2 separate regions of the Pan troglodytes genome follow, and region 2 is linked to region 1. Evidence: chromatin contacts called from public Hi-C data. All regions are on one chromosome and are shown on one strand. Each heading gives the region's core, a stretch centred on a gene start, on an enhancer-like site or on the middle of the called end of the contact. The rest is flanking DNA. Distances are from core to core; before and after follow the strand shown. Region 1 holds the start of C2AH2orf40 (chromosome 2A C2orf40 homolog). Region 2 holds the start of NCK2 (NCK adaptor protein 2).

The links. A called contact is a pair of places that touch in the nucleus more often than the background predicts.
Region 2: a Hi-C map of stem cell-derived neural progenitor cells shows a contact between it and region 1, with 2.1 times the contacts expected there. The contact joins the promoter of NCK2 here to the promoter of C2AH2orf40 in region 1. A contact is called at or near these places in 1 of 7 Hi-C or Micro-C datasets (stem cell-derived neural progenitor cells) and 1 of 1 datasets of contacts at active chromatin or transcription factors (stem cell-derived excitatory neurons).

Annotation. Positions count from the first base shown.
Region 1 is chr12:16,775,391-16,781,785 of NHGRI_mPanTro3-v2.0_pri, reverse strand. It overlaps C2AH2orf40 (chromosome 2A C2orf40 homolog), which reads left to right and starts at 3,053. Exons shown (of 4, transcript XR_010149037.1): 1 at 3,053-3,595.
Region 2 is chr12:17,090,282-17,096,676 of NHGRI_mPanTro3-v2.0_pri, reverse strand. It overlaps NCK2 (NCK adaptor protein 2), which reads left to right and starts at 3,129. Exons shown (of 5, transcript XM_054678688.1): 1 at 3,129-3,368.

The sequences.
Region 1 (6,395 bases), core at 1,804-4,303:
GTGTTTGAGAAGGTCAGTCTGACAATGTGTGACAATGGTATGGGGAGTGGATTGGAATCCTCTACAGTGAGAGCTCCTGGCCAAAGGAAGGGTGGATCAGAGAGGTGTAACAGCACTGGGTGGGGAGCTCAGAGGCCAGAGGGAGTTTGGTCTGAAAATAATTTCTAACATTTGTTGAGTGCTTACTGTACAACAGGCTCTGTGCATGTGATCTCTTACCCCAGTGTGATAGATAATATTGCCCCCATATTACCTCTGGCCTAGAGAGGACAGGTGATCTAATTACACAGTTTGTGCATAATGCAGAAAGAACTGGAACCCAAAGCCCGCGTCCTTAGCTACTGTCACATGGCAGAAACGAAGGTCCTGGGGTTCATTTGGTATGGTATATCAAGGGAGAGAAACTGCATTATTAAACTGAGTGAGGCCAGGTGGAGACTTTAGGAAGCAGGTGCGTTTTGGTGGAGAGCTGAATGAGCTGAGTTACTCTAAGTGCAGTCTGAGGACTACTGGGATCAGCGTTCTCTAGGAGCCAATAAAAACAAAATGGAGACAGCTGGGCCCCACCCAAGACCTACGTCATTCCAGGGGATTTGACTCAGAAATCTGCACTAACAAGCTCCTTGGGATTTTCAGACTAAGTTTGAGAAACACTGGAATGAAAAATCAGACCAGACTTAGCAGCGGGAGAAAGGAGGGTCTTGTACATTAAAGGGGTGACAAATTTAAGTGACTAGTAAGAAAAGGACCTTTAATAGTGTCTCACATGTAGCTAGCATTTTATAAGTGCTACAGACTGAATTTTTGTGTCTCCCCTAAATTCATACATTAAATCCTAATTCCTGAAGTGAGGTGTTAGGAGGTGGGGCCTTCGGGAGATGATCAGGTACTGAGGATGGATCCCTCATGAGTGGGATTTGTGACCTCATAAAAGAGCCCCAGAGAGCTCCCTCACCCCTTCTACCGTATGAGGACACAGCAAGAAGGTGCCATCTAGGAAGCAGGAAGCAGGGCCTGACCAGACACCAAATCTGCTGGGGCGTTAGTCTTGGATTTCCAGCCTCCATAACTGTGCAAAATCCATTTCTGTTGCTTATAAGCTACCCAGCTTCCGGGATTTTGTTTAGCAGCCCAAATGGACTAAGACAATAAGTAAATATCGTTGAACAAATAGACAGATGAAAAGGAACTTAGATATCAGCATAAGAACTGACATAGTGTCTCTAGGCTGAACACATGAGTTTAGCGGCCCCTCTGAAGGCAGAGTGAGACGCTCCCTGCTACAGAAAACTCTCTGATCATATCCCGATTAAGTGAAGATAATTTTTTTTTTTTGAGATAGTGTCTTGCTTTGTCACCCAGGCTGGAGTGCAGTGGCGCAATCTCAGCTCACTGCAACCTCGGCCTCCTGGATTCAAGTGATTCTCCTGCCTCAGCCTCCCAAGTAGCTGGGACTACAGGCACGCGCCACCACGCCTGGCTAATTTTTGTATTTTTGTAGACAGGGAGTTTCACCATGTTGACCAGGCTGGTCTCAAACTCCTGACCTCAAGTGATCTGCCCTCCTCAGCCTCCCAAAGTGCTGGGATTACAGGCGTGAGCCACCATGATCCCCCTTAAGTGAAGAGAATTTGAATGTCATATTAGAAGTAGATATTGGTAGCAATTTGGGGTAAGGGGGATGATCTCCACAGGATAAATAAGATTACAGCCATTATGTTTAATGTATGTTCTAAACCAATCCAAACAGAATATTGGCTTTTTATGTGCTTTGATTTTTCTTTGTAATGATAAATTTCTTGTCCTCAGGCAAAAGTAAATATATGCCTAGTTACTTTTATCCCCTATTCTACAGGGGATATCCTATCCCCTATTCTACAGTTTCCTCAAGGGTTTAGAAGCACTTCCCCAAGATAGCTAGATGTGTAACATTATCCTTCTGATTCTCTCTGACACCCTGGGCAGTATCGTTATTTAACTCAGACCCACTTCGCACTTTTTTCTTTGGTCGGCCACCATCTGTCCTTACTAGCTCAATGTTAGAAGTCTTCTTTCTCCTTCCTGCTGGAGAAATTCAACTGCATTGCATGGAGAGCTAATTATATGGAGAGACAGTAAGTGCTTACCACTGGAGGGTATAAAAATACCGGCCGGTGTGGTGGCTCACACCTGTAATCCTAACACTTTGGGAGGCCGATGCGGGTGAATCATTTGAGTTCAGGAGTTCAAGACCAGCCTGGCCAACATGGTAAAATCCCTTCTCTACTAAAAATACAAAATTAGCCGGGCCTCGTGGCACATGCCTTGTAATCCCAGCTACTCAGGAGGCTGAGGCAGGAGAATCGCTTGAACCCCGGAGGCAGAGGTTGCAGTGACTGAGATCCCATCACTGCACTCCAGCCTGGGCAACAAGAGTGAAACTCTGTCTCAGGGAGGGGAAAATAAGTGAGAACCTTGGTGAAGGAAAGAGGTAATCAGCTCAGTTCAGGGCAGATCTGAGATGGGAAGACAGGAAAGGTAATCTCACATCACCATCCTTTTGTAGCCCAGGCCTGGAGAGAATAATTAGGTGACCCGCTCAGAGTCCGTTGGGATAAAGTTGTTCTAGTTTTTGTTCACTACGCCGCCTTTCACGTGTCCTCTACATTAGAACAGGCCAGTTACTGGGATGCAGTTCTGCGTTTCCCTTGGGTCTCACCTTAACATCGCTCGCTGAAGTGTGCCCGGATTACAGAGCGGGCAAAGGGAAGCAGTGGTTTTGCTCACAGCTGCAGGGCACCAGGTTCCTGGTTTCTCAAAGGCTTTTCTATTGGAGAAGTTTGGGTGAGAAGATTTCCTGGACTGCAGCTCTGAACCCAGACTGTGGAGTCTTTCAAAATATCTCAAAAACAGCCCCGCCTAAGGCATCCTTAAGAGCAGCTCTGAACTAAGGAAATTCCAAAGCCCACTTTACAAACCAGGCAGAAGCAAGGCCTCCAAGCAGGGAGGGAGGGAGATAGGGAAGAAAGGGGTGAGGAGTAAGGGGAACAGTGGCGCGGCTGGGGCGGGCGGAGGAAGTGGGGGAGCCAAGGAGACACCCCAGCGCTGGGATCCGGCAAGTCCTCCCTCTGAGTGGCCAGGGGGCCTCGTCCCTTCTCCCGATGCCTTCTGCCCTTCCCTGGGTCTCCGGAACCCAGCTTGTCCTAACCGCTTTCGCTGCGGGCAGCGCTGGCCACGCGGCCCCCGCCGCCGGCGGTTCTCCGTGGCCAAGCATCCTTGGCCTTGGAGCCCAGGGGCTGCGCTCCCCTTGGGGCCGGGGCGGGAGCGAGGACCTCGGCGGTACTCGCCCGTGCGCTGGGCGCAGCCGCTTGGCCGTCAGCCCTCTGGCGCGGCGCCCACCCGCTGGGTCCCGCCCCGGCAGCGACGCAGGGATAACCCGCGGCCGCGCCTGCCCGCTCGCATCCCTCTCCCGCGCCCAGTTCTCCCTCGCAGCGGCTCGAAGTGCGCCCCTCGCCCTCCTGCTCGCGCCCCGCCGCCATGGCCGCCTCCCCCGCGCGGCCTGCTGTCCTGGCCCTGACCGGGCTGGCGCTGCTCCTGCTCCTGTGCTGGGGCCCAGGTGAGCGGGGCGATGCCAGGCTGATTGATAGCGGCACCAGGGGTTGGCCCCGTGTGGCGCTTCCAGGGTGCCCGGGGAGAGCGATCGGTGATGGGGTGGCGGCGTAGGGACCCATCCTTAGCCTAGGCAGGGCCAAGGGGGTGGTAGAGGACCGGGTCTGGGGTTTTGCACTCGCACAAGTGCGAAGTGGTGAGCTTGTGAGGGTGGAGAGAGTACCGGGGTCAAGGGGAGGGTCTCAGATCTCCCGGGCAACCTTGGGCAAGGAGGGCCAGGCGTCCGGAAGGGTGGGCAAGTAGTGTTTCGGGGCTTAACGTAAGGGGCAAAGGGGTTGTGGGGGCTTTACGCAGCTGGTAACCCAGAGGAGGCAAATGGCACCATCACCGCCATTCCCTTCCAGGCAGTCGCTTGGCAACCAAGTTGACTTGCGCTTCCCAGCTGGGTCAAGTTGCAATTTGCAAAGCCGGGCACAGGCCTCACACCCCAGAGAGGGGAAAGGCTCTTAAAGGAGTAATGCTTAATCTTTCCTGCTTCGTGGAGCTCCCAGCGAATCGGTTGAAAACTCAAATTCTCCGCTCGCTCTCTGTAAAGCGTGCATTCACACGCACACCCAGAATGATGGGTGCTCCGATATCTGAACGCTGGGCTCCACAGGCCCCACTTTAGGAACCATAATCTGAAGCCGTGGTTTGTCCTGAGTTACCACCTTCACTGGGTAGGAGGAACATTTATGGTTCACAAGTGGCCTCAAGGACACATGACTGCCTTTGAAGCTTACAACTAGGGGAGGCAGGGATTGTGACCTCAGAGTTACTGGTGTATGAAGTGACTTGCCCAAGAGCCTGAGACTGGCGCTGTCCCACTGCAAAGCAGCTGGGCACTGCCTAATGTAAAAGGGAGGCTCACTCGATTGCTCGGTTTCTGTATTTTGCTCATTCAAAACAGGTATGGAAACTGAACTGGAGGTGAGAAGAGGCAGGGGACATTCAGTAGGAGCCCTGGGATGGAGCCCCGGGGTTGCTAAAACAGCAGGAGAGGTGGTGGGGTCTGTTCAGGTGGGGAGGATTATTGTTCCACCTTAGAATCACAGGCGAAGCTAATCAGTCATTTCCCATTGTGTGGTTTACCTGCCTCCCACTCTTTGTTCTTGCCATTTTAAGAAGCACATCTGGGCCGGCCTTGGTGGCTCATACCTGTAATCCCAGCACTTTGGGAGGCCGAGGGGGGCAGATCACCTGAGGTCGGGGGTTCAAGACCAGCCTGACCAACATGGAGAAACCCCGTCTCTACTAAAAATGCCAGACGTGATGGCACATTCCTGTAATCCCAGCTACTCGGGAGGCTGAGGCAGGAGAATTGCTTGAATCTGGGAGGAGGAGATTGCGGTGAGATCGTGCCATTGCACTCCAGCCTGGGTAACAAGAGTGAAACTCCGTCGCAAAATAAAAAAAGAAATAAATAAAAGAAGAAGAAGAAAAAAGCACATCTGAATAAGTCAAGTGAGCACTGGCTACAAGCCATTTATTTTCAGGACTTGTATTTTATTTAGTGTATACCAATAACTCAGTGATAGAAGTCAGTTAAAATATCACCACCGAGCTGGGATGTGAAAGTTCTTATACAGTGAAAAGATTTTTTTTTTTTTTTGAGATGGAGTTTTGCTCTTGTTGCCCAGGCTGTAGTGTAATGGCGTGACCTTGGCTCACCGCAACCTCCGCCTCCCAGGTTCAAGCGATTCTCCTACCTCAGCCTCCCGAGTAGCTGGAATTACAGGCATGTGTCACCACGCCCAGCTAAGGTTTTTGTTTTTGTTTTTGTTTTGTATTTTTAGTAGAGATGGGGTTTCTCCATGTTGGTCAGGCTGGTCTCAAACTGCCGACCTCAGGTGATCCACCAATCTTGGCCTCCCAAAGTGCTGGGATTACAAACATGAACCACCATGCCCAGCCTACAGTGAAAATCTTTATGTAATCCCAAAGGTGACTCTTTATGCCACCTCCAAACTTTTTTTTTTTTTGAGACAGGGTCTCACTTTGTTGCCCAGGCAGGAGTGCAGTGGTGTGATCATAGCTCACTGCAGCCTTGATCTCCCGGACTCAAGCAATCCTCCCACCTCAGCCTCCCGAGTAGCTGGGACTACAGGTGTGTTGACTCCACGCCTGGCAATTTTTTTTTTTTTTTTTGCTTTTAATTTTTAGTAGAGATGAGTCTCACTATGTAGCCCAGACTGGTCTCGAACTCCTGGGCTCAAGTGATGCTTCTGCCTCGGCTTCCCAAAGTGCTAGGATTATAGGCTTGAACCACCACGCCCTTCCTCACTCACAAACATTTAATAAAGAAAATGACCGTGACCCCTTCTTGATCAATTTATTAATATTAAGCACCTTCAAAGGAGCATTTTGCAGCTCTGAATTTGCTGGGAGAGCTAATGCTAGGCAACTGGATTGGATAAATTAAGGAGTGCTTATTATTGCAGCCTCGAATGAACAACTGATGATATTGGGTGAAAAATCCTTAATACAGAAAAAAATCACAGCTATTCTATTGTTCCTTATCCTTTTCCTCAAACAAATTTAGTGTAGTGTCCAGTTATATGTACTGATATGGAGTTTAGTGTATAGTACCTGGCACAGCAGCAACATTCATAATTCATAATTTGGGACTTATTTGTGCTTTTCCATCTATAGCTAAGGTTTGGCGAGGCTCTCATTTCTGGAGTAATAGTGACATACATTTGCTGCAAGAAATTGCAGCCTCATCGCAAATGCCTACACCCAGTGTCTATTTCAACATCAGACCACAT
Region 2 (6,395 bases), core at 1,880-4,379, 310 kb before region 1:
CTGCCTTCACACCACAGAAGGCTGAAACTAGTGTGACTCAATGTGGCACTGTGGGCAGAGCTGAGTGACTGAAGCAAACAGCTTATACTGGACAGAGGTAAAAAGGAGATTGTATGGCAGGGCTAAGTTTGAGAGGCCTTTGGAAGAGAGATCATAAGGTGTAATGCTGATGTGATTTTAGGCAAAAGTTTACTGCACCTCCTTCCACTCCATGTTTTTTATGCTTTCAATACTTTGTGATTGAAGACAGTAAAACAGATGTGGACACATTAATGGAGTAGAATGCAGAAAAACCTATATATTTTTAGATAAAACATAAGCTTCAAAGAAATGTCTCCCCCATGTTAAGGCTTGCAGTGGGTTGGATGTTGGCCCCAAAAGATATGTTCACCTGGAAGGTGAGAATGCGACCTTATTTGGAAAAAAGGTCTTTGCAGATGTTGTAAGATACGGATGTCGAGATGACATCATGCTGGATTAGAGTGAGCCCTAAATTCAATGATACTTGTCTTTACAAAAAGAGAGAAGGGAAAGGACACAGGGAACCAGGTTGTGTGAAGACAGAGAGGCAGAGGTGGGAGTGACGCTGCCACAAGCCAAGGAATGCCTGCAGCCACCAGAAGCTGGAAGAGGCAGGGAAGGATTGTTCTCTACAGACTTTGGAGAGAGGCTGGTGTCTTGATATCAGACTTCTGAACTCCAGAACTTTGAGAAAATAACCTCTGTTTTGTCACCTAGTTTGCGGTCATTTGTTAAGGCAGCCCGAGGAAACGAACACAGGCCTCTAAGGGCTAAATACCCCAGCCTCTCTGGCGGAAAATGCTCAGTCTTCAGTCATCAGATAACTTTTGAGGAGACTGTGGTGGGCAACGGGGAGCCATGAGAAGTTCTTGAGCACAACCAGGGACAAATGGAAACAATTTATAGGAAGGTTAGGATGACATTGATGTCCACTGTGAGTCTGAGGGATTTAAGAAGGAAGTAATGGGAGACCAGTTGGAAGGCAGTAGTTGTGGGGAATTGAACAAGAGTTTTGGAGTCAGGTACATGCAGTTCTGACCCCAGTTCTTTGATCCACTGTTGAAGTGATTTCATCTGTAAAATGGGGATAATACTATTGTGTGTGGATTAGAGATGATATATGTCAAGAATTCAATCAAGGTACATTATAACTATTGCTAGGAATGATGTGTAAGTTAGGATGCCAGTGATGGATATGGAAAGAAAGGTGCAGTGGAAAAGACGTTTAAGAATCACCAGGACTCAGAACCATGGGGGTAGTCTTCAAGGGGTCTTGGTGTCATTCAGCGCTCTCCCGGCTTTTCTTGGGGAGAGCTCGGAGAGAGGGAAGGAAAAGCCAAGATAACAATGAGGTTTCTCCCAGGAGCTGAGGTGCCTGGTAGACTCTTGGCCAGGCCTGAAACCGTGGGAGGAGGAGCTGGTCTGGGGAGCAGATGAGTTTCATTTTGAACATGGTGACCTAGAAGAGATGCTGGGCCATGTTTAGGGGGTGCAGATTAGCTGGGGAGCTCTGCAGATTAGCAGGGGAGCTCTCTAAGGCTACAGGCCTGGGGGTTAATCAATGAAGGTTTAGACAGGGAGTGTACAAAAAACAATCAACTCTCTCTTAAAAAAAAAAAGGTGCGTATCAGAGTAAAAACAAAGGGCCACCATCTGCCTTGGGGATATCACTTTTACAGGGTGGGAAGACAACAAACTCTCCAGAGGAGGCAGATGGGCAGGTCAGAAAGGTAAGAGAATCAGAACTGGCTGCGTTTGATGAATGAAAAGATGATGGTGTTTCAGGAAATAGCAGAAATGCCACATATTTCAGAAAACTCCACAGGATAAAGATTGATAAAGGGCCACTGGATTTAGATAGAGAATGACATCGGTGACTTCTAAAGAATCAGAGAAAGAAGAGGCATGCAAGAACCACGATTCAGTGAAAGTTTACAAAGCAAACAAGCTACAAACTGGGTCAATATTGCTATACTTATTTTGAGTAAATGAATCTAAAATTGGGCAGACTGATGACTAGAATTTTTCTTTCCTTATTGTAAAGCTAGATATTAGTGACACAAAGCTTGCACAAAAGGATGAACTGAAGTAGCTTCTTTCACAAGGTCAAAACAAGGAAAAATGAGGCTGTTCTGATTCCCTGAGCTTGTACCTGATCCCTGCTCGGTGTACTGTGCCTCCTTCCACTTACTGAGCTATTGAGGGCTACCTACTGCCAGGGTACTTCACATGGGAGGTAGGTAAATATTATCTCCCCATTTGACAGATTTTAGAAAGGCTGAGGACCACCTGTGCAACGTTACACAGTTCAGGAAGTCAACAGTCAAACACTCACCTGTCTGACTTCGAAGCTACGCTGAGTCTAGTTACCTATCCTTGGGTACTTCCCTTCTGGAAGGAAGCAGGAGATGAGTGAATCAAATAATACAGCCTTGTAACCTTGGGTAAATTATTATTGCCTTAATAGTAAGCAGAGACCAGGAGCCTAAGAAAGAATCTCATTAACATGGATGCAGGCTATCCTGCCAGGAAATCAGAATCATTTGAATATTAGGATTTCTTTTGGGAAACCATATGGGGAGGAGAAAAGACATCCGGATGCATGTGTCTGTGAAAGGGAAACTTGTGTCTTTCCCCTTGCTCTTGGGTTTTCATCTTCCAAGTTTGTTTATAGGCTAGCCACAACTCGAGGCTGGGTGAGCTGAACGGTCCCATCATTAGCGACACTCCTTCTAGGGGCACATTCGGGCAGCTCGTCTTCGGGTTCTGCCCCCATGGGTGTGCAACCAGGATTCCACTGGCTGGGGCTGGCCTGGATGCCTGGGAGGCAACAGAGGTCGAGTTTCTTCTTCTTTTAGGAAGTGCCTCGGACAGGGATGATGGACTAAAAACGTGTCTGGTTGGGAAAGTAAATAGATGCAAAGCAAATAAATAAAAATGCCCACAAGCAATTACAGGGAGGAAGTGACATTTTTATTTAAGTCACTTTTCTGATGGACAACAGGCCTGCTTAGCTGAGTGCCGTGGGAATGCTTCCGGGAGGGGGGCGGCTGCCCAGCAACTAGAGCTTCGTGATAAGAACAACGAACAAACAAAAAAGACGACGCAAAGCCCACCCGGCAGTCATCCCAGGCTGGAAGTTGCCGTCTGTGTTTTCACTCTCCTCCCCACCCACCCACCCTGCCCCCCACCGCCCGCACGCAATTTCGGGCGTGGGGACCCTTTCCTGCCCCCGGCGCCGGGCCCGTGCTGCGCCTCCAGAGCGGAGCGTCCTGCAGCCCCGCGCTATCCCGGCGCCCGTACCGGGACCCGGGCGCGGAGCCTGGCGACGACGGGTGGCGCCCCAGGTGGGTCTCGGGTCCCCGCCCCGCGCGCCCGGGCCTGGGCCGGCCCCTGGGCGGCGTCACGGCGCGGCCGGGGAGGAGCGCGGGAGGAGGAGGAAGAGCGCGGAGGAGGCGGGCGCTGCGCGCCGGGGGAGGGTCGCCGCCGCCGCCGCCGCCGCCGCCGCCGCCGCGGGGATCGTCAGGCCGGAGCCGCGCGGCGGAGCGGGCGGCTGGCGGAGGGGAGGGCTTGGCGGCCGGGAGGCTCGCGGCGCCCGGGCCGGCAGGGTCCTCCCGGGCCGGCAGCGTCCGCCCGGCGGCGGGAGGAGGGACCGGCGCAGACAAAGAGCGGCGCCTGGGCGGGCGCAGCGCGGCCACCGCCCCGGGACCCGCGCCGCTGCCCTCCGGCTCCGCGGGCGGCCCACGGCGAGGTAAGCGCGGCCAGGCGGGCGTGGGGCGGGGGCCACAAACTTGGGGCCGTTGGGCGGAGTTGGGAGCGCGGCGGGGCTCGCGGGCCGGGGTGCGCCCGGGAAGGGGCCAGGAGAGCGGGTCCCCTCCGCGCCTCTCCGGTGCTCTCGGCCCCGCCGCGGCCTGGGCGCCCCCGACCGCGGACTGCCGGGCACCTCCCGGCTCTGCACCTTCCTGCCCGCCTTCCCATCCCCAACCCCCACCATCGGGGGCCGGCGCAGGGGCGGGGACGCCAGCCAAGGGCGCGGGCGAGGATCAGAGCAGGGGGCCCGCCTGCGGGGCCCGGGGACTGGAGACCCCCGGGTGCGCAGGCTGCGCCTGGCCTGCAGGCGGGCGGCCGGCACGGAGCTCGGGGCTAGCGTGGGACCGTGCGGTGGCCAGGGTCGCCAGGGCGCGTGTGCCGGGGAAGAATAGCCGCGGATCGCGGGGCCCCGGCGCAGGGACGGGGGAGGCCGCGATCGGCCGGGAGAACTTAACTGTGTTTATTACAACTATTTATGTTCGCGCACAAAGCTGCTGTCACGTCGCATAAAGGAGGTCCTCGCTTCGGCGAAGGGAGCTTTTGTGCCCGGCTTCAGGCTCTGCGCCCTGCCCCAGATTTACAGGACTCTAACAGCCACCTGAATGAACCAAAGTTTCTCACAATCGCTCGGCCCTCTCGGTTTTTTTCAGGGCGATTTAATCACCGAGTGCTTTTGGAAAAATTTGATGTGTGAGTTTTAAGGCATGGACGGTAACTGCCTTATGAGCACAGTTAGCTTGGCATTGTGTGGAGGGGTTTAATTTGCAAAACGCTTTAATTTGTAGACAATAAGGATCTCTGTGAAGGTCTGCGCTGGATGCTAGGGGTCCTTGGCTGGTGGACCCCAGGCACCTGACTTAAACTAGTATTGTAACAGCTTCAGGGACAAAGCCGAGCGTGCGTGGAGTCGGCCTTGGCCACTTCACACAATTCAGGTTGGCAGATTCCTCTTTATTTGGCTTTGTTTATTTTGCCAACAGGTTTAAGGCTGCTTCTGCCAAGTTTGCATCTGCATAATGGGATGAGCAGGCCCCAGTGTGGGCAGGAGGGGGCCTAAAATATCGCACGGGCCAGCTCCATCCCTCGACCCAGAAAGAAACAACCCTGAGAGGCCGGTGGGCGTGGCTTGCTGGGACCTACAGGTAGGGGAGTCCCTTCCTGGCCCAGGCGCAGTCCCCGCTTCTCGGAAGGGATTTTGTGTAGGAATGAAAGTGATTCAGGGTGTTTTTCATGCCTCTGTCTTAGATGTAGTTATCAAGTCTCAAAAGTGACTGAAAATGAAATTAACCTGGGCTGCTTTAACTTACCAAAACGGAACTGTGCTTGTGAACACTCCCTCAATTCACTTTCCAAGCTTCATAGATAAGCAGGTGAATTCGTAACAGGATTCAAGCCTATGCGAGTTTTACGTAAAGAGAATGGCAGTCATCGGACACGTGGAGAAGAAATTGACTTCACCTGGAGATTGGGCTAGACGTGGAGGGTTTTTGACGTTTGGAACAGGGGTTTCCTGAGAAGCAAGTGTTAACCTGCTTGTGAAGAAGAGAACACAAGGGAAAATCCTACCTCAGTATATTCTGCCCTGGAGGTTGGTTAGATGTAGTTTTGATTGGAGAAGGTGGCGGAATCTTAGTGGTCTTCTGGCGGCTACTTGAGGCTGAAATGGAGAACTTTAGGCATAGGAAGCTGTGGAGGTGCCTGGCCCACTTCCTGTCCCGGAGGCCTCGCCTGGATTCTGAGCTTCTTTCCTGCTTCATAAACATTCAGGGGGATTGGTCATGAAACACTGGATGAAATTGGGTCACAAATTGCCATCAGGAAGAGTTGGCTGCTGCATAACCCCCTCTGTCCACTTGTGGAGAAACTGACCCTGTTAACCGTGGGGCTTGCTGAAGGGGCCTTGCAGGTGGCTGTGCTCAGTTTTCATGCTTTGTGTTTTGCTTAGGACACACTGCATACTTAAATCTTCTTCATCCTTGCTCTGTTTGACCCTGCCATATTCCCAGGCTTTGTCATTTACATTTTGGGTTATTTAGCTTTTCCAACAAACAGCAGATCTTATGTACACAGTACTATATTTGAGAAATGCACTATCATCCATATTAAATACACCGGAAATCTTCCTTGCATGTGCACAGACTGGTTAACCTTTTAAAATACCCTAAGACTCCCGGAATGGCGCAGAATGCACTGGAGTCCTTTACTTGATCAGTTGCACTAGCTTAATTTGCCCTGGATAGACCAGGCTGCGTGGCTCTATGGGACACCCATTTTTCTAACTGCTCAAACTGGCTTGCCATGTGCACTGGGGGAGACAGGGCTTGCGGAAATCATTCTCTGACATTAAAAATGAGGCTTAAAGACTGAAGAGCTCAGAATTGCTTGCTGGAACTACAGGGGAGGGTCATGAGTGATGTTTGGAAAAACAAGTAAGCTAACTTTTTTCACAAATGAACTGGAAACTCCCTACAGCTCACTTCAGAGGCCTAGGAAATTAGTTTTCCCATCCAGAGGGTTTGCGAGTGGCACTTCCAAATGGTTTCTGTTTCCTAAAATGAGTGATG